3 separate regions of the Mus musculus genome follow, and all the other regions are linked to region 3. Evidence: chromatin contacts called from public ChIA-PET and HiChIP or PLAC-seq data. All regions are on one chromosome and are shown on one strand. Each heading gives the region's core, a stretch centred on a gene start, on an enhancer-like site or on the middle of the called end of the contact. The rest is flanking DNA. Distances are from core to core; before and after follow the strand shown. Region 1 overlaps Gm42377 (a long non-coding RNA gene). Region 2 holds the start of Gramd1a (GRAM domain containing 1A). Region 3 holds the start of Rbm42 (RNA binding motif protein 42).

Evidence for each region. ChIA-PET counts read pairs in DNA pulled down with a chosen protein or histone mark. HiChIP or PLAC-seq counts read pairs in DNA pulled down with a chosen protein or histone mark.
Region 1: a FOXA1 HiChIP or PLAC-seq map of pancreatic cancer cells shows a contact between it and region 3. The contact joins the enhancer-like site here to the promoter of Rbm42 in region 3. A contact is called at or near these places in 5 of 39 promoter capture datasets (cranial neural crest, frontonasal cranial neural crest, hippocampal neurons and 2 more), 5 of 115 datasets of contacts at active chromatin or transcription factors (bone marrow-derived macrophages, forebrain, large pre-B cells and 2 more) and 1 of 9 other capture datasets (liver).
Region 2: a contact with region 3 is called in an RNA polymerase II ChIA-PET map of memory CD8 T cells, with 12 read pairs. The contact joins the promoter of Gramd1a here to the promoter of Rbm42 in region 3. A contact is called at or near these places in 1 of 39 promoter capture datasets (cranial neural crest), 1 of 115 datasets of contacts at active chromatin or transcription factors (memory CD8 T cells) and 1 of 9 other capture datasets (pancreatic islet).

Annotation. Positions count from the first base shown.
Region 1 is chr7:30,999,209-31,002,185 of GRCm38.p6, forward strand. All of the region lies in intron 2 of Gm42377 (a long non-coding RNA gene), which reads right to left. Among named protein-coding and RNA genes, the nearest start is that of Fam187b, 19 kb to the left of the region's middle. Within about 2 kb of position 1,638, at least 143 of the 459 cell types and tissues checked have an H3K27ac peak or open chromatin away from gene starts, as enhancers often do. A contact at or near this core is called in bone marrow-derived macrophages, memory CD8 T cells, pancreatic cancer cells and 1 more, where this site is marked.
Region 2 is chr7:31,149,692-31,152,786 of GRCm38.p6, forward strand. Gramd1a (GRAM domain containing 1A) reads right to left here and starts at 1,480. Exons shown (of 19, transcript NM_027898.4): 1 at 1,205-1,480. The coding sequence starts at 1,212.
Region 3 is chr7:30,648,792-30,651,793 of GRCm38.p6, forward strand. Rbm42 (RNA binding motif protein 42) reads right to left here and starts at 1,437. Exons shown (of 10, transcript NM_133693.2): 1 at 1,147-1,437; 2 at 793-928. The coding sequence starts at 1,286.

The DNA of each region.
Region 1 (2,977 bases), core at 388-2,887, 350 kb after region 3:
ATAGTGGGCTTTTCCCACCCACATCAACTAACAATCAAGGCAGACCCCCTATAGACATGGCCACAGGCCAATCTGATCCAGGCAATTTCCCAGTTGAGGTTTTTCCTTTCAGAGGAGTCTTGGCTGTGCTAAGTTGACAATGAAACCTAACTAGTACACATTATTAATTTTCATAGCACATCATAAATAACTAGCATTCTAACGTTACAGATGATTAATAGAAACATGGAGAAATTAAATCCACATCTAAGGGGACACTAGTTGGAAGTATTGGGTCTGGGTACTGGACCCAATTTGGTGGCTTTAGAATCCTACTTTCATTTGTTTATTTTCTGCTTCAGAGAATGTCAGAGATAGCCCCGCATTGACTTTGCTATGTAGACTAGGATGACAGTTTAAACCCCTGACCCTCCTGTCTATGTTTACCAACCACCGAGATTACAGACATGGCCTTCACTTTATCCATGTTATGGTCCTTGCTTTTGAGTTACATGTAGTTATAGCCAAAACAAACAAACAAACAAACAAACCAGTCATATTAACCCAAGCAGAGTGGCATATTCTTATATTCCCAGCATGTAGAAGGGTCAGGATTTCAAGGCCAAGGCCAACCTAGGTTACAGTGAGACCCTGTCTCAAATTAATGACTGGAGAGTTGGCTCAGCAGTTAAGAGCATTTGATGCTCTTGCCAAAGACCTGGGTTTGATTCCCAGCACCCACGGGGCAGCTCAAATCGTCTATAACCCTAGTTCCAGGGGATCAAAAGATCCTCTTCTGGGGTGCTCTGACACTGTTTGCATGTGGTGCATATACAGACAAGCAGATGTACAAACACACCTACACACAAAAAAAAAATAATAAACGAACAACAACAGCACAGGGCATGGCGGTGCATGTCTTTATTCTAATCGCTCAGGTGGACCTCATGAGTTTGAGACCAGCCTGAGCTACATAGTGATCCCCAGGCCAGCAAGGGGCTCCACTGTAAGACAGTGTCTCAAAATTTAAACAAAACAAATAGTAGTGGCATACCCCTCTCCCATCCAGAGCAGATACTCTGCCCCAACTCGATGCCGAGAGCCAGGAATGCCCTTGCCTTCTTAGGGAGGTACTGTTATTTTCTGTTTTCCACAGATGGGGAAACTGAGGCAGCTGAGACTTGAACCCAGGCACTGGGGACCTGCCAGTGCCATGTCCAGAACGTACTTCTGCATGTCAGGGCGTTAGGGGCGAGCTCCACTTTTGAGATACTCCTGCAGTCAGATGGGCAGGGGGTCCCAGGACAGTCCAGGCTCTCTAAGACCACTGTGCTGCCTCCTGCTTCTTTCCCCTCCCCCCAGTGCCTGCTCAGAGTCCCAGGACTCATTTGCAGACAGGCTGACCTAATGCAGGCTGAGCCAGAGAGGTGAGTCCAGGCAATCGGGCCAGTGGCCCAGCCTGAGTCACTGGGCAGGGCTGTGGTCAGGGCTCAGAGGGCTAGTAGCAGCTTGTGTCTAGGAGGGACATCACCTGGATATTGTTCCAGTCCCTGCCTCCTCCACTGCAAGTGACCTTGGCGCCTAGCAGACCCCTGCAGGGAACAGTCCCTGCCCACTGCCTTGACAGGAAGCCTGGGCAGGAAGCCAAGTCATATTTAACCCATTTATGAGAACTGAGACGTGTCTATTTATAGCCTTTTGATTTGTCTGCCAAGCGTGAGCTGGTGGACGGACGCAGCAGCATCTCCATGTGGAAAGCTGCCTGCTGCTCCACAGAGGTAAGATGGAGTTTGGCTGCACGGCTCAGTTTCCCCAGCCACCCTGCAGATGTGGATGAGACTGTGTTCTCCATTTTCCAGTGGGGAGACTGGGTCTCAGAGAGGCACGGTTGCTTCCTCTTAGCCACATGGCCACAGGTGGGTAAAACAGAAATCATAGAGACAGTTGACGAGCAAAAAGCCTCTAATCACCAAATGGCCATCAACTCCTTAGGCAACTGAAGTCTTTTCCCCAGAATTCTCTGGAAATATTCCATCCTTGCCAGGCTTTCTGGTTTTCCTTCACCTATCTCCAGCTTCCCTCCCATCTCAACATCTTCCTCTTTGTTGGTAAAGTGTTGCCCTTTCTACCTCTTCATGGTCTTCCCTCCTCTTTCACTACTTTCTAGTTCTGTCTGTCTGTTTGCCTGCCTCCCTCTCCTTCCCTCCCTCCCTCTTTTCCTCCCTTCTTCCTCCCCCTCTTGAGTCAGGATCCCACTATGTTAGCCCAGGTTAGCCTTGAACTCAGAATGTCCCACTTCAGACTCCGGAATGTTGGAATTATTGATGTATATTTCCACACCTAGATTGTTCCTTGCTCCATGGTTGTTTAAATAGGGTTTAATTATGTTGCCCAATGTGGTCACCCACCTTGTGGCTTAAGTGATCCCTCCCCCGACCATGTCCCCTGTGCCTCAGCTTCCAGATTAGTAGCTACAACTACAGATGCGGGTTACTCTGTTCAATTTACTTCTCTTATGGAGGCCAACATGTTGTTTGTCACAAGAGCTGGTATTTAAGGGGCTCCCATGATAAAAAAAATCCAGGTGAGGTTCCCATGAGGCTTTGCTGGACTCTGTAGTAAGCAGCACTGACAGCCCCAGTCTACAGATGGAGGCCAGGCACACACAGCAACCAGGCGACTGTGTGGTCCATCCTTGGTGTCTCTGGTGCCCTTACCCGTGCCAGGTTCCGTGTGGCTCAACGTCAAGAGACGGCATGAGAAACGAATGAGTCAGCAGTCCTCAACCATGGAGGGGCTGATGCTGGTTGGTCCTCAGGGACGGGATACATGGAGGGGTCCCTGGTACAAGGCTTTTGGTAGCATCGTCGTTCTTTGTCTCTGGGTTTCCGGATGTGAAGGAAGGTTCGTGCTCCTACTGTCTTATGTTGGGGAAGGAGAGGATGGACACACGTGGGCATGGACCTAGTAGATGGTTCCTATAGCTGGTGAATTGTGG
Region 2 (3,095 bases), core at 230-2,729, 500 kb after region 3:
AGATATTGAAGGGTCAGCATGAGGAGGGGCAGGCTTTGCAAAGCAGTTAAGTTTACACCCAACATCCCAGGAGGGAGGGTTCTCAGCTGAGAAAACCACAAGGGGTCTCTGTCTCTTTCAACAGACAAAGCCACAAAGGGTCTGAGAGACAGAGACAATCTCCCACACACACCCAAGGCATGCAACAATGCCACATTTGGATACACTGGGACTTTCCCACAGACGGAATCAGAGGTAAGTGAGCCACCCACAGGGCCCAGTGACACCACACTGTCACCGGTAGACACATGCAATTTCTACTTGTTCACGGAACCAAAAGACATCCAAATGTGGATGTCAGGCGCACAGCAGCTGAGCCCCAACCACATGCACACATACTCAAATCACAATGAGAGCTCACGGAGGTAACTCACAGACGTAATTCATGGTGAATTATAGGTACAGTCAGCCAAGAGACTGAAGCGGAATGCTGTACAAGTCACAATGAGGCACAAGCTCAGAATGTGTGATTTGCACACGGTGCCACAAAGAAAATGAGACACGTCTCACACACAACCACAGTGGGTCCAAGAGCACCAGATGCACTCGACCTGGGTGGTAGCCATCACACAGAAGATGATAGATAACATACAGACAGCCACACAACATTGCCCCAAAGAATCCCAGCTGTTACACACACACACACACACACACATACACACACACACACACACACACCACGCTGAGCACAATCACAAACGGAAACCCGCAGGCACAGGTGACCAGGCAGGAGTGGCGGGGGCGGGAGGGGGGCAGAACACACCCGACCCCCACCCCGCCGAGATCTCAGGCTCAAAGAAGCTCCTTTTCCCCAGCCCCCACGACAAACGGGGACCACCGACCGGAGGATCTGCGGGGCCTGCCCAGTAATGGGGATGGGGGGTGGGGCTGCTCGCGGCCCTTTCATCTGGGTGTTGGGTCAGGGCTCCCCGTAGGGGGACGATCAGGGCCTAGAGGAGCTCCCCGCTGCCCATATGCGTCCCAGGCCGGTAGTGACGCCCCAATCTTGGGTCTCGCCGCCAGGTTGCAATCCCTCACGTGTACCCCTTCTGGTCCCCAGCGGGGTCGCTCCTACATGCACCAGCTTGGAAACCCAGCTCCGGCCCTCTGCCGCAGCCCGATCGCACCACCGTCCCCGCTTCCCACCCCGAGGCCCGGTGCTTACTCGAACATGGATGCGGCGCCCCGGCTGCAGGGCAGGACCCGGCCGGCTGCTCTGAGATGGGCCTCCCGGGCCTCGCCTGCCTCGGCCGCCGCCTCCACCGGACCCTGCCACCCGCACAAAAGGCCGGAGCCGCCGGAGGCCGCCTCGGCGTCAGCGACACCCCCTTCCTGCTCCCGCCCCGCGCGTCACGGCGCCGCCCCCGCCGGGAGGGGGACATGGACGCGAGCGCGGGCCTAGGCCTAGGATGGCTGGGGAAAGAGTCCGGCTGGGAGACAGAAGAAAATTTTTATTTAAAATGAGCAGCCTGGGCGGGGCGTGATAGCGCACGCCTCACATCCCAGAGGCTGAGACAGGAGGATTGGCATGAGTTCGAGGCCAGCTTGGGCTACATAATGAATTCCAGGCCACTGGAATGCAGAGTGAGAATTTGTCTTCAAAACAAATGAGCAAACAAGTTTAAACACCCTGGGCTTCTCCCCTGGACCCAGAAGAGTCTCTGAGAAGTGGGATGGAGGTGGGTGACAGGCTGATGCTGGGAAGAACTGGCCTGGGGCGGAAGTCTGGGGGTGGGGTCGGGGAACCACAGCTGGAGGGTGGAAAGCCTCTTCCCGTTCTCCCCACCCAGCCTCAGAACCTCAGTTCCTGCCTTAGAAGCGTTCACTTTTCCGCGCGCGCGTGTGTATGGAGACTTCCCCAGCCTAATCGTGCAGACCACGTCAGATTCCAGCCCACCCGGCTCCTAGCAGTGCTGTGTGCGCTTGGGCAAGTCCCTCAGGCCTGGGGAGCCCCCTGCTCCCAGGCAAGGGGTTTCCCCCAGAACAGCACAGGGGCAGGGCTCATCAGCGTTTTTGATACTGGGAAGCCTGCCGAGCCTCAGGACGGGAAATGACCATACATTGCAGTGTAGGACGAGTTCTTGTGCCAGCCAGCCCTGCACCCACCTCTGCAAGCCAGGCGTGGTTGTCGTCCTTGTTGGAGAACACAATGTGAACGAGCCTCTGGCTTTGGGACCCAGCCCAGGGATTTCTCCCCACCCCTCTTCGGCCTTCAGCCTCTTGTCCAGCTACAGTAGGCCCAGTCCCACCTTGTTTGGTTTCCATTCCTATCCCGCTCTGTTACCACTTACAGCCAGAGCTCTAGCCTGTGAATCGCCAAGTCTGGCCAGAGGCCTCTTGGCTTCAAGCCCTACCCTGGCTCCACCTCATTCCTTGTTTTAAAAAAAAAAGTGCTCATCTTGGTGTCCAGAGCCCTCCTGATTGGGCCCCTTCCACCTGTCTGTCTAACTGGTTCCTCCTTAGCCTCCTGGTTGATTATCCCAGGTGTCAATCTACCCCCCTGCTCATCCCACCTGCCTCCGGCCTCAGGACCTTTGCACTGCTATCCCTTCCACAGGAGGAAGCTCGCTCTTCTTGCATGGCTGCCTTCCATCTTTCTGTGTTGCTCTTTTTATACGTCCGTAGCTTGTTTACTCTTAGAAAGACATTTACTTCGGTGGTGAGGGCTTGGGTGGGTTGGATATCATTATATAGCCTGGGCTGGCCTCAAACCTCAGTATGTAGCTGAGTCAGGGCTCGAATTTATGAACTTGCCTCAGCCTCCTAAATGCTGGGATTACAGGCAGGAACCACCAACCGCACAAATTTTTACATTTTTACTTAGTGAATATTCATTTCAAATAAAAGTGTATAATGGCCATCTGTGTCCTCACCATAAGACATAAGAGGTTCAGTATGCATAAAAAGCCTCATTAATTTCGTTAAAGGTTCTGAATTGTTTCTAAGGACAATGGAAAGTCATTAAAGTATTTAAGTGGAAGGCCATTGTGCTCAAATTTGCATATCAAAAAATCACTCAGGACTTCTGTGGGTGGTTGGTCATTTTAGTTGGATTT
Region 3 (3,002 bases), core at 187-2,686:
GCTTAGAACAGTGCCTAGTGCTGAGAAGGCACAAGAGTGCCTTTGATCTTTTTTGTTCCCTCCACAATGCAAGGGATTGAACCCACGGCTTTGACATGCCAGGCATGAGATTATTACTAAGCTGCATCCCAGCCCACCTAATAACTGTGAACAGAATAAACACGTTTTCTCTGCTGGTGTTCCTCTAAATAGTTCCCCCCTGTTTCCTTCTTTCCTCGGCTTCTTTCTTACAGCTGACTATTAAGCACCTGGAATATTATCCATGAGTCTTGGGAATGACAACACAGATATACATTTTAATATTGTTTTGGTTTTTTTGTGGTGGTAGTGGGCTTAGAAAATAGGACTCTGCCAGGCTAAGTGCTCTACCACTGAACTACACCCCAAATCTGTGAATAAAAACTTTCAAGAGATTTTTTTTTTTGTTTGTTTTTCGAGACAGGGTTTCTCTGTATAGCCCTGGCTGTCCTGGAACTCACTCTGTAGACCAGACTGGCCTCGAACTCAGAAATCCACCTGCCTCTGCCTCCCGAGTGCTGGGATTAAAGGTGTGCGCCACCATGCCTGGCTCAAGAGATGTTTATATAGAATAATCTAACACTGCAGAAAGTTCTACCGGACAGGCACTGTAGAATATTAGTTTCCAATGGATTAAATATACTGTCTTGCATCCTGAGTCCCTGGCACTTAAGTGGTCATGCCAGCCAAAACATCAATCGCTGTCCATAGATAAGCCCTTATTGGGACCAAACCATTCTGTTCTCCCGACTCAAGCTGTAGCTCTCACCTTACCTGTTGGTATGTGTTGGTGGCGATAATTGGGCGGATCACAGGAGCTGGGGGGACCTGCATCGCTTCTACCGTGGGCACCGCAGGCACAGCAGTTGGGATTCCGGTCACCGGAGCTCCCAATACTTCTTGCTCAAACCTGGGGGAGCGGGACAGATACCATAGGTCAGGTCTCACCAAGCCTGAGGTGCTGGGTACTTCTCCACCGCGCCTTCATCCCAGCTAATGCCTCCCCGCATCCCTCGGGTCCCACGGCCCCTTATGGAACCACATCTCAACCTTCTGAAGACCTGGAGGCTACAGGGTTAATTGGGTTTGCCCGGGAACAGCTTTTATTTCTCCTACTCAGGGCCTTACAGGGCCATCTCCGCCTCCATTTCTTTCAAGCGTTCCTCGCCGCTCTTGCCCGGGATGCCGACACCAGGCCCCGGGACCACCGGCCCTCCCGCCACCGGGAGTCCCGGAGCCGGCCCTGCTCCGGCCATCGCTGATGCCATAGCCTTCACCGCTCCTTCCAGCAGCCGCAGCGGGTTCTACGGTCGAGTCCCTGTCGTCTCAGGGTGGGAGCCGGCCGATGACGTATGGACTACCGCGACGGATGCGCTGCGTGAGGACGTAGTTTAAGAACAGGGGCTGAGACTTGGCCACACCCCCAGAGCGAGCAAAAGCCAATTAGAGTGTCGGAAAGTCAGGGCCCCGGAAGGGCCTCTAATCTGACAGACGCGGCTGTACGGATAGGCCCCGCCCTCGTAGAGAAAGGTGGGCGAATGAGAGCGAAGCAACGTCACTTTGACCCACCCCGCTGTGGAAGCCGGAACTTTGAGGAGGCACGGAAGTTCGGAGGTCCTTCCAGAAGTTTGTAAACACTGCAAAGCCAGGGTAGGAGTCTTTTGCACTCGGTGGACAGATACACTGCCAGGGGTCAGTTCATTATTCTTTTTTTGAATAAAATTTAATTTTACTGACTACCTCCATGGTTTTCTTTTTTTCATTTTGGGGTTTGGTTTGGTTTTGAGCCCAGGTATGGAACTTCCTAGGTTGACATAGGCTTTCAAGTGCTGGGATTATGGATACAGAACAAAATATTGGCTTTTAAAAAAGATTTATTTATTATTATATCTAACTACACTGTAGCTGTCAGACACACCAGAAGAGGGTGTCAGATCCCATTACAGATGGTTGTAAGCCACCATGTTGTTGCTGGGAATTGAACTCAGGACCTCTGGAAGAGCAGTCAGTGCTCTTAACTGCTGAGCCATCTCTCCAGCCCCCCAAATATTGGCTTTTATACTAGAGATATCTAGAGAGAAGTGTGGAGGTACATGTCTTTAATCCCATAATTTAGGAGATAGCCATGCAGATCTCTGGATTTAAGGTCAATCTACAGAGCAAGTTCCAGGACAGCCAAGCTTAGGCAATGAGGGAGGTGGAAAACAGAAAGCTGGTAATAGAATGGGGTTGGGGGTGGGGTGATGTTCCAGCATGTGGCTCTGGCTTTAGAGTGAAAAAGAGAAGAGACTACTGGGACAATTGATGCTGGTTAGCTGGAGCTAAGAAATTAGCGGTGATTAAGAAGAGACCAGCTGAGCCGGGTGTGGTGGCGCACGCCTTTAATCCCAGCACTCGGGAGGCAGAGGCAGGTGGATTTCTGAGTTCGAGGCCAGCCTGGTCTACAGAGTGAGTTCCAGGACAGCCAGGGCTACACAGAGAAACCCTGTCTTGGAAAAAAACAAACAAACAAACAAACAAAAGAGACCAGCATCTGGGGCTGTAGAGATGGCTCAGCGGTTAAGAGTACCAGATGCTCTTCCAGAGGACCTGGGTTCAATTCTCAGCAACCACATGGTGACTCCCAACCATCTGTAATGGGATCTAATGCCCTCTTCTGGTGTGTCTGAAGACAGTTTTTTTTTTTTTTTTTCTTTTGGTTTTTTGAGACAGGGTTTCTCTGTGTAGCCCTGGCTGTCCTGGAACTCACTTTGTAGACCAGGCTGGCCTCTGCCTCCCAAGTTCTGGGATTAAAGGCGTGCGCCACCACCACCCGGATCTGAAGACAGCTATTATGCACTCATACACATAAAATAAATAAATCATATATATATATGTACATATATATATAAAAGACCAGCATCAGTGAGGTGAAATCTTCTGGGAAGTATTTTTCTGAGGGCACAAAGAAGCTGTGTTCCAGAGACAGCCAAGGTTGTACCTCT